Linked DNA regions of Bombyx mori: region 2 is linked to region 1. Evidence: chromatin contacts called from public Hi-C data. All regions are on one chromosome and are shown on one strand. The core of a region is the stretch at or near the end of the contact, and the rest is flanking DNA. Distances in the headings are between cores, read along the strand shown.

Region 1 (5,876 bases), core at 1,371-3,870:
GAAGAAAAATCGCGTATTATGTAAATATATTTTTCCAATAATTCCCTATCGATTTGTTTGTACTTGCGCGATACACATTAAACATCACCGGTTGTTACGACTATCGGTTTTTACGACTGAATATGAGCAGTCCCTTCGATGTCGTTATAACAGATTTTGACTGTACTTGGAATGTCCTCTAATTTTTGTGGTTACCATAGAAGCCATAGTCATTCTAATCTGAATGCAGCCACTCTCCATGACACAAGATCAACTGTCTCAATTATATAACGTTTGTCTCATCCCTTCAAATTAGAACACGTGACTGCGTGGCGGCAGATATATGCTGGGCGGTGGTTGCTAACCGCGTGGACTCTCAGTAGAACCTAAAATAAGATAAAATTTAGTGAAACTAAATTATTTTCTAAAGAAATGGTTGTCACATTTGCTAGTTTGTTGCTTGTTAAATTGTTTTGTTATATTTCATTGTTATGTTCTCTTACGAGAAAGTATTTGAGATTGTGATTGTTTTGTTTTGATGTATCTTTTCGATGTACAATAACAGTCCCAATAATAAGCGTAGGTTTTTATTATTAAACTTTACTGTCTCTTTGTATGTGTTTTATTGTCATTACCCCACAAAGGATTCTTCGTTTGCTATGATTTTGTACGACATGTGCTCGTGCTATTTTATTTAGTTCACAAATATACGACCGACTTCTTGATGTTCACTCGTATCGGAGGTTTTTTTTTTATTGCTTTGATGGGGGGATGAGCTCACAGCCCACCTGGTGTTAAGTGGTTACTGGAGCCCATGGACATCTATAACGTAAATGCGCCACCCACCTTGAGATATAAGTTCTAAGATTTTTTTTTGTTTTTATTGCTTAGATGGGTGGACGAGCTCATCTCAGTATAGTTACAACGGCTGCCCCACCCTTCAAACCGAAACGCGTTACTGCTTCACGGCAGAAATAGGCAGGGCGGTGGTACCTACCCGCGTGGACTCACAAGAGGTCCTACCACCAGTAATTACGCAAATTATAATTTTGCGGGTTAGCAAAGAGGTTAAGAGATAAGATTAAGTGAAATATAAGTTCATAGGTTAGAATTATATTAATATAGATAGGTTGTGAGAATCGTATCGTCTTATCAAGAGCCGAGTAGACTTCTTATAAGATCCGTTGATTTTCCTGTAGCATGTTTTTGAAATTCGACCATAAACTAAGGTTTATTTTTTGGAAATGGCGCAGAAATCTATTTTTATCTTAGTTATTAGTGTCCGCGAAATCAATTGGGATCCCTTGGGAATTTTGCGCAGTGTTTTCTTCGTTTTTTGCGAGCCCGAGACATAATTAAGACTGTTACCAAGATGTCAAGAATCCTGCAAAAATAATAAAGGGTATAGAGAATAGTCCGAGTAATCATAGCCTAAGATGTTAATTCTTGTCTTTGTTAGGCAGTCATTATCATAAAGTAGGTATGTAATGTTTAGTTTCTATCTTTTCTATGCAAAATCGAGAGGTTGCGTCATCTGCCATGTTCCTCTTATGTAAGTGCTAGCTAGTACCGAAATGCCTTGAGGATCCCATGCATATACCTTGAAATTCTCGCCGTATTTCGAATACATTACCGAAACTTGATGATTTCAGTGCCCGCTGCCTGCTTCGAAATCTATATGAGGGCATCTAAAGCCCGAGAGAATTTTCAGTCATCACTTACTGCGTCTGTGGAATTAAACCTTTTGGCCACATTCATTTTTTTATTGCTTAGATTGGTTGATGAGCTCACGGTTGACCTGGTGTTAAGTTATTACTGGAGCCCGTAGACATGACATTTAGAACGTAAACGGACATTTAGTACGTAAATTCCGCCACCCACCTTGAGATATGTCTCAGTTTTTACATTACAACGGTTACCATACCCGATCCTGTGGACCGAACGGTAAACAGTCGACGTCGCCCTAAGCACGTCATTATGGATCCTCCGGATCCATTAACGGTGCTTTTAGGTACCTCAAGCATCGGTCACCGTCCTCGCCGAACCCGTCGCTTGCGACGAAGGGCTCGTCGAGTAAATTAGCCCATAGACACAGCCCACTGAGTTTCTCGCCAGATCTTCTCAGCGGGTCGCGTGTCTGATCCGGTGGTAGATTCTGCGAAGCACTGCTCTTGCCAGGGCCAGTGTTAGCAACACTTCCGGTTTTGGCCCCGTGAGCTCACCTACACGTAAAGGTGAAGTTGAAATAGCCTCTCAAGCCTATTAGCATAGGTAAGGGAAAAAAATAACGGCGGCTCCTCCCTTCGAATCGAAACGCATTATTGCTTCACGACAGAAATAAGCAGGGTGGTGGCATCTACCCGTCAGGACTCACAAGACGTCCTACCACCAGTAATCTTTCTCCATTATATCGAAATTAAGTCATTACGAAACCCTTAGCGCCCAATACGAAATGTGTAATCGCTATGATGCAAAAATACGGCGATTTTAGCTATACAAAAACTATTAATTGAAGGTACATTATTTGATAAGTATTCATATTTTAAATTCACCAGAAAATTTACGAGTATGTTTGATTTTTAAATATGTTAAAGTCAACAACTTTTGAGGGTACCTAATTGCTAGTTCAAATTATTTTGACGAAAACACAACTATTAGGCTTAAATTAAATTGTAACGATTAATATTAATTAAATGATACTCTTAATATTATCGTCACGTAGATCGCATTCTTCATTATTCAATAATAAATTAATTTCGCACAATCGGGGCACGTTTGGATGTTCTTACAGAAAATCGCTGACAGTGTCTATTTATGAACAACTTTAATCGAATGTATCACGATTCTATTTCATATAAAAAGAAAACCATTTTGTACGGTCACATTTTATAGAAAACCGAAAAGGTTATATTGTGATGTGAGAAGCCCGTAACCAAGGTTGATTTATTCTTGAGAAATTTGTGAGTAGTTTTTTGTTGTTGCTCTCATCCTGCTCTGTGGGGATTCTGATTTTTTTTTCCTATATTAAGATAGCTTAATAGCATATAAAAACTATACATGACGAACGATTGAGGATTGGACAAAGCGAATAACAATATTAAATTCAATCATGTCAGGTGAAGGTGAAACCGTCCATCCCAAAAACACAAAACTAAATACCTACACAAAAATTAGCCACATATGTTAGTGATTTCAAATTTTAACATTTTACTAGTATTACGAGTAATAGTAATGAAATTATAGACTTAATTTTGTAAATTTATGTATATAAATAAAGTGTGTAACCGTGTTTCTCTATTCATAGTCTAGAAATTATTAGATAGCATTTTCAATCCTCATTATTTTTTGTACGCAAATTAATCACATCAGCTACTACGTAGTTGGGGATCAATGAGTGCAATAATTATGTAAATTGCTTAATAATTACAGCAATCTTACACTATTGTATTATGAAGCACAAGAGTATTCACAAGATATATCACACAGTGTGCTATGGATTTATATACTTTTTGCACCACAATGTTTTCCCATAATAATGTTTTCTCTTATATTTCCTATTTCCTATTTAATAAAAAAAAATTGAAAACAAATATATCCTAGTTGTAAAAGAAGAACTTTGAATTTTTACTCATTATTACATTTATTTACAGACTTTAAATTTTACGTAAAAAAAAAACATTTAAGTGTCTCGAAAAAATGCAAAGTGGCAAGGGTCTGGTAATTCTGGCTGCGTGTTTGTGTTTGGTGATGACTGAAGCTAGAAGGAAACTCAAGAGACATGACATAGAAGAAGAGAAATCCACCGAAGAATTCGACGAAGAGTACGATGATGTATGTTCTATTCGTTACATGAAATTTTTATGTTTTCCTTTTTTAATCATCACGATTTATGAGCATGTGGCCTTGATGCGAAATAGGCACCGTCATGTAACTATACACTTACGCAAAGCCTTCAAAACGCAACTGTAGAAAATCAGATTGAAGTGATAGTTTACCCAAGTATTTTAGGTATTACGGCCGTTTCGTAAAAAAATTATTTTGTTTATTACTTTCTGAGATACTTATTTGATTTTCACAGGTCGAGCCGTGTCAGTGTGGGGTGTTCATGTCCCAGCAAGTGGGCGTCAAAGAAGGTCGACGCGGTAGACCTCGGGGCCCACCTCAAGGAGAGCCTGTCGTCACTTATGATACTGATTCACCCAGTCTACCCTGTGGCTCGGGTGGCTTCAAGCATTGTATCAGTACGTGCCTTGATGTAGTAAGTTCTAAAAGTATTCTAAAATTCGAACCCTTGAACTCGCAAAACGTATTTCTCGATTCCTTCAACTAAGTGTCACTGATTTCTAATTAACTTGAAACACCTACAAATATCGGTATAAATGATCGCTTTTTCTTCTACGACATATTATGAAGTTTTCAATAGTATAGAAGTACCTATACACGTTCTTAAAATATTTAGAGAATTCATACATTTAAAGTATTAAATCGATAATTTAAAAATATGAAGTTGTTGCGTCTTATAGATTAAGACGCCAGGTGCACTCTTATTGAGAGATTCCTAAATGCCGGTGCTTAAATCTCGTAGGCAGGTACCAATTTTTCTAAAGAAATATGTACTTACAACATATTGACCGCGAATGCTTCAAAGATGAAGAAATAGCATGGACAAATTTAATTATTGTTGGTACGGCGTCTTGTGAGCCACCTCCACCATGCCTATTTCTGTAAACAAAGCAGTAATACATTCCAGTTGGAATGGAGCGGCAATTCTGTATACCTAATTGAGATTTAAGCTTTAGATTTAAACATCACAGCATAAGGTGGGTAGCGGCTTTCACGTACTAATGTTTGTATGCTCCGGTTATGAGCTGGTTGTCCCGTCTGCGTTATAAAAAAAACTAGGTAGTCTTAATTTTGTGTTAAAGTTGTTCGAATACCAATTGATTTTTGATTAGGCCGGTACATAGAACGCTTCAATAATATAAAATATTCTATATAATTCATCAATATTATGAATACTTTCCAGTTGGAAATAAGCCGGGCGTTGTTGTACTATATTGTACCGGATTAGCACACGGACAGCCAGCTACATTGTATTTTAATGTGAATCTGTGTTGCATGAATGGAAGCATTACCTATTTATTGTGTAATTCAGAAGTAGCTTCGTAAATTGACTCACAGATGTCGTTAACATCAACAGATTTTGAAGTATCTTCCCAAAGCGGGTCCAGTTATCTGCGGAGCTGTAGAACGCGATGTCAATAGGGAAAAGGCCTTCTTGTTTGTGAAAAACTGTGGCGGCGACTGGATTCCCACTAGCTTTTCTGCCGGCAAAGAATTCTGCTGCACTAACGGAGAACATCACAAATGCTAATACAATCATAAAAAGATCGGTGATTAAAAAAAAAAAACTATTTATTCTTCATTTTTGTATAAGTTGTTTTTAATTTGTAGCAGTTGTTCGATGGCAACGGAATATGTCGTAAAATAAGAGAGACATTAGTAATTACGCCCACCTACATCACATTATTTAATCGTTGTATATTTTATTGTTTTGCATTAATTATGTCAGTTATAATTTAATGTGCATATCATTATTTCCTTAATGTTTTCTTCTAATTAAAACCGAGTAATTATTTTCAGAGAAATTTGCTGTTTTTTTTTATTAGTTATTTCATCTAACTCTGGTGGGTGAAATTCATAAGGTGCGTTAGATTGCACTGACTTTTCATCGCTTAGCAATTATTCTCAGCTACGTATGTAATAAATTACAATAATTTATTTGTGATGTGTGAAACGTCATCGTTCCGCTTAGAGTCGTAAATTATCGCCGACGCCGCAATGTTCTACTTAAAAATTTCGCAGTCCGATAGCGCAGCGTATCAGCATCGGATCCT
Region 2 (5,876 bases), core at 2,338-4,837, 41 kb after region 1:
TTTCGAGACTCAAATATTTTTTAGCTTCAAGTAAAATTTATTTTCATTTTTCATTAGAAAAATTGGTATCTGCCTACGGAATGCGAACACCGGTGCATCGCTAGATACGAATGCACCGGACGTCTTATCCTTTAGGCCACGACGACTTCTAAACGATCTAATTATTCAAAATACTATGAAACCGACAAAGTTCTTGATAATTTTCAATATTTATGTTCTAGTACAATACTTAGGATAACAGTGTAAACTTTATAAACGAATATGTTTCAATATTATTTGGTTCATGATTAGCAGCGTCACATGACGCTTACAAATTCGGAATCGCGGTTCCCGTATTGGAAAATTGTAAATGGCGTATTAGTTTTTTTTTCTTAACAACTGTACTAAAATGATCGTAAATACGAAAACCGTGTTCATGTTCACCACAGTCAGGAGCAAATTTCCAGTGAACAATGATCGTTTTATGAGTTACGGAAAAAACTTTTCATATATTTGGTAACTAGAGGTTTATTTCTGCCGTGAATGCCAGTAATGAGTTTCGGTTTGAAGGGTGGAGCAGCCGTTGTAACTATACTGAAAACTTAGAACTCGTATCTCAAGGTGGGTGGCGGCATTTACGTTGTAGATGCCTATGGGCTCTAATAACCACTTAACACCAGGTGGGCTGTGAGCTCGTCCTCCCATCTAAGCAATAAAAAAATTTAGAAGAATTGAGAATAGACATCAAAAATATTCTGCAAACAGATTTCGTTTTTGAATGGTTCAACGATAAAAATACGTTATAATGCCAGCCGGCTAAACTCAGATGCATAGACCGCACCGGCATGTTTTCGGAAGCCAAAACACTCTGCGCTCACCTATGAGACCTTCTCCGCAAACTGCTGGAAACTACATCTTCAAGCGCGTTAGAGAGAGATAGAGACATTTTTCGGACAGATGCTTCGTATAACTTGGGCTAAACGTAGCGTCCGTAGCACTCCACATCTCACAATACGAAAAGATTATCTTATTCCTCGTAGCCGATCTTTTACCAATATTTATTCACAAAAACAACACAAGCGCGTGTTCTTTTTATTTGCAGTAAAGTCTTGTTTGCTGTTTTCTGATGTAACTTCTATAAAATCTGTTCTAAATTAACTAATACAATGTCAATGTAGCCTTAATCTCTAAACGGCTCTTTCGACTTCCGTCTTCCAGGATTTAGTAAGCGGTCAGTGACTTTAATTTTTTTTTTGTTGGACAGACCTCAATTTTCATTTCGAATTAATTTTAAATTTTTGATATAATCTTGCTGTTCTAATAATTATATTAAATAATTTGACCATATTATTTCGTTTTACTTTTAATCCCTTTGTGGTCAGAAAAGCATAAGGCTCATCCGTGTATGTATTCATCATGGACAACATTAATGCCAGGGGACCGGTCAATTAAGCGCTTTTTTTATTATTTTAACGGCAAACCAGAGGCATCAAGTTGATAAAACATTATATAATTACATTGATAAAACGTACCCTTCAAATAAAAAACACATGGTTGCTTCTGTGGCATATAGAGAAGGACAGTAAAGTCCCACGCAACCCCACAACACTCAAAATATTGTAAAAACAGGAAAAATATAATATATCCGCAGTTCGTTGACATTTTGCACTAAAGGCGATAACCATTGAATAATAGGCTCGGCGAGCACCAAAAATCATTTACAATCACCAGACAGACAACAGTAAAATAAAAAAGCAACGAACAGTTTTACATAATGGCTCTAACATTAAATGCAACTTTTAACAATCCTATGCCCCTTTCTTTTTAATTTTGTGAGCGTATAATACCGTAACTTAACACAAATCCGGCGTTAATTCTCGCTTCGTAGTTAATTCAGCGCAACTTTGCTTGGGAAGTCGGAATAATAGAGTTTTAAGATAAGATCGTACCGCATTGTTCTTACTGGTTAAAGATCTTTAAATATTATGTTTTCAAAATACGTTTACTTTTTAATTCTATTTGCGTTTTATATGTAATTTATTTGCTCGTTGTAATAATTAAGTAGGGTGCGTCATAATAAATTTGGAAATTACTTAGCCATTGCGAATTGTATTTATGTATATCTGATTCTTTGATATAAATCTTCAGTGGTAGCTTTCGATTTCGTATGAGGAAAACAAAAAGAGCAGTTTGTAAACAGATCATAAAAATAATTGTGGTAATATAAATAGACATCTATTTGTCAGTGGTATTATAACAAATCATTTTCCTAAATCTACAGAGTCAATGTTCATCCATCAATGGCGATGAATATACAAGAATTATGGAATGCCAATCAATGTGTAATGAAACCCATGCTTTTCGTATTTCTTGACTGTGATTTCCTTTTTATATGTATTATTTCAAACAGGCGTTCCCTTTTCACGGAAAAGGCAATAAAATTCATAGAAATTTCTCTTTCAGTAACGTCCAATCACAAAACTTTTTCTCGGATATGTGAATCTTAACCGTCATAGTTACTAAGCGTATCCGTGCTTATGTGGTATGATCTTCCACATTAAGCATGTTAGTGATAGATAGCCTTCACTTAAGTGCCGTCTTAATATAACAATATTGAGAATTCAAATCGCGTGCTTACTAGATCGTCTGATCTCGAACGTATGGCGTGTCTACCTTATTTAGTCGGCTGTTAGTGAAGCGCAGGTTGTGCTAGGCCGCTAAAGATACGTTTACATCAGAACTCAATTGACGCGGCAGATCAACATAACATTAAGCATTTTGTGTGTAAATCAACTATTCAAAAATTAAATGTCACAAAGATGACAGAGCTTTTTTTTTCTTACCTAAGCTGATAGCCTTGAGAGGCTATTTCAGCGTAACCTTAACTAGTAAGCTCACGGGGCTCAAACCGTAGTGATGCTAGGACTGACCCTAGCAAGAGCAGTGCTCCGCAGAATCTACCATCGAATCAGAAGCGCGATCCCCTGAGAAGATCCGGCGAGAAACTCAGTGGGCTGTGTCTATGGGTTAATTCGCTCGTCGAGCCCTTCGTCGCAAGTGATGGGTTCGACGACGACGGTGACCGGTGCTTGTGGTACCTAAAAGCACCGTTAATGGATCGGGAGGTTTCGGAATGACGTGTTTTGGGCGACGTCGACTATTTACCACCATTCGGTCTACAGGATCGGGTATGTAGAGTATGACAGAACAGATGACAGACAGACAGAAGACACGGGTAGACGACGAAGATTATCGTAAAGACCCGTCATATAAAATACTTTATTCCTTCTTGATGTTGATTTATATTGAAATTTAATTAGAGTATTCGATAATTTTAAGTTTTATTTCTCCATTAGGTTTTTTCATTCTTTTTCTATCAAGTATTTAACTCAAGGATTTGAAGCCGAAATGTTTTATTTTTTAAATTGAATTATTCACCATCTATTATTAAATATCCAGATTAGTTATAAAAAAAACACTAAAATCATATCATTCAAAATCTAATTATCGAGTTTTTTAAATCAAAACTAGATTTATTTTATTATTTAGCTTCACTTGAACGTCACGCCGTTTGAGCTCTCGTGTGAATCATTACTTATGGTATGTAGGCGTCGCCATTCAAGGTCTCGCGATGGTGGTGGCAGAGATTATTTCTATTTACTTGTTAACTACCTAGATGTTTTGTAGGCTTGTACTTTGTCTGTTTACATTATAAGCCTTTGCTCGTTTTGCCGAATCGTAAAATGCTCGTTAAAGGGCTTTGCACAAACAGCCATTACGATTGCAAAGAAGATTTCACAACATAACACCGAATAATAAAATAATATTCTGGGGAAAGTCACAGCGTTAAACAAAATCGTAATCTGTTTACTTATTGCTTGATTAGGTCACTGAAGTTACTTTAAAGGTCTATGGATTAGGTACATTATGTTACTTTTTGCTAAAATTTAGTATTGTCAATTTCGTAGATTATAAACATTCTAAATAATAATGTCGTTTAAATATTAAATACTGATTAATGAGTGAGTTTGCCGTCGCTGAGACTATAGCGTAATTGCACTGATGTGATTTAAGTTTATTTGCAATACTAAACACCACTATTGAATTTAAACATTATTTTAATTTGTGAATCAGTTATTGGTGCAAATTTTACTATTAATGAATTCAGTAGGATTTAAGTTTAAATAAATATGATAAATGATGACCAACTCATAGATAACAGCGAGTTCTGAAATTAATTCATGTACTTTAGGGCCACTGCGCAACTCGGGTTGCGGGATTCTATCCTTCCAGGGTGTCTCATGTTACAGACACCATGGACATACTATGTCTACTTTTTTTTAGGATTGAAGGATTACTGGTGGCCCGGAGGCCTTTTCAATTTCACCAGGATAGGTGGGCGAGCAAAGGCTCAACCAGGAACACCTTCGAAGGAGATCTGTCAACTCAAGAGCAGCTGCTTCGCGAATGAATCTACTACCGGATCAGAATCGCGACCCGCTGAGAATATCCGGCGAGAAACTCAGCAGGCTGATGCATGGGTTAGGTTGCACGACGAAGTCTTTGACGAGTTCGACGAGCACGGTTACCGGGGTCCCTAAGTCTGCTCCTAGTGTTAGAGCTGAAGGCGTCTAATGCAAAGGTTATTGGATCTGATGGATCCGTCAGGACGTGTCTAGGTGCAAGCATATCCAGCGATGCAAGGGTGTTCGAATCCCGCAGGCAAGTACCAATTTTTCTAGTGAAATACGTACCTAGCAAATGTTCACGATTCACTTTCACTGAAGCAGTAATGCGTTTCGGTTTGAAGGGTGGGGAAACCGCTGTGCTGAAGAGAGGAGGAGGAATGGAGACTTTCGAACTCATGTCTCAAGGTGTGTGGTGGTCAAGGTTGTAGATGTCTATGGACTCTAGTAACTACTTAGCACGATTTTAAGTCGTCAACACATCTAAGGAATAAATAAATAAAATCGAATCCGAATCCTCTCGAATCAAAAGCACGTGTGACGGTGATGGGCCGTGCGGCCTGCGCGCAATGATCGCTCCAAATATTAGATTACGTGGAAATCATATCATAACAATTGCTATTGACAAATATTTTACTAAAATTTCGTGTTGATCATTACAAAGATGTTATAAACAGTTGATACCGAAATATTTATTGAGGCACGTATGAAATTGTAAATTTGACCACCGAATTTTTATCACGCTTTCGGTGAAATATAGAAATACATCAATATATTAAACAATACGCGCTCCACCTATTCTATGTTGACGGACTTGACGGTAAGCTGACAAAAATCTTCTCTGAAATACCAATAACACCTGCATAGAGTTTATAGAGAGGAACAGTCATAAACTGCATCAATGCATGTATGTATGTATTTGTGTGTATGTATCTATGTATTTGTTTTGGCAATGTAATTTATAGCCTATGTTCATTTTACTCATATCTACTGTAATTCTTTAAATTATCGCCATGTATTAACTTCATCACAGCTACGCGCTTCTTGAATCATTCACTTCATCAACGAGGGTTAACTGGAAGAGAACGCCTGCATGGCGTTAAGTTCGCCTTTGTACAATATTTTTATGCAATAAAGAATTTTCATTCATTCATTTATTCATTCATTCAAGAGAGTCGTGTTCCTCGGTAATGAGAGAAATCTCCCAGTAAGTCTTTCGTTCCGGTTGTAGATTCAGCGAAACGCTGCTCTTGCTAAGGCCAGTGTTGGCAATTCCCTCAGGATGAGCCCGTGAGCTCACCTACCGGTCCGTTGAAGTTGGAATAGCCCCTTAGCCCTTAGGCTACCAAGGATTCGGTAGAGAAAAAAAATCTAAAAGAAAGGAAACATTTGAGAACAAGAACGAAGCTAATTTCGTGGGTTATATAATAC

Evidence for each region. A called contact is a pair of places that touch in the nucleus more often than the background predicts.
Region 2: a Hi-C map of whole pupa shows a contact between it and region 1, with 2.7 times the contacts expected there. The contact joins the enhancer-like site here to the promoter of LOC101741055 in region 1. A contact is called at or near these places in 4 of 7 Hi-C or Micro-C datasets (an unstated tissue and whole pupa).

Annotation. Positions count from the first base shown.
Region 1 is chr15:11,327,910-11,333,785 of ASM3026992v2, forward strand. LOC101741055 (follicle cell protein 3C-1) reads left to right here and starts at 2,621. Exons shown (of 4, transcript XM_004924583.5): 1 at 2,621-2,939; 2 at 3,630-3,810; 3 at 4,058-4,237; 4 at 5,180-5,627. The coding sequence starts at 3,676. The coding sequence ends at 5,353. LOC101741201 (armadillo repeat-containing protein 7) reads left to right here. Exons shown (of 3, transcript XM_004924584.5): 3 at 1-591.
Region 2 is chr15:11,367,679-11,373,554 of ASM3026992v2, forward strand. The region is part of intron 1 of LOC134200218 (a long non-coding RNA gene); the gene reads right to left. Among protein-coding and RNA genes, the nearest start is that of LOC119629539, 5.7 kb to the right of the region's middle. Within about 2 kb of position 3,588, at least 2 of the 8 cell types and tissues checked have open chromatin away from gene starts, as enhancers often do.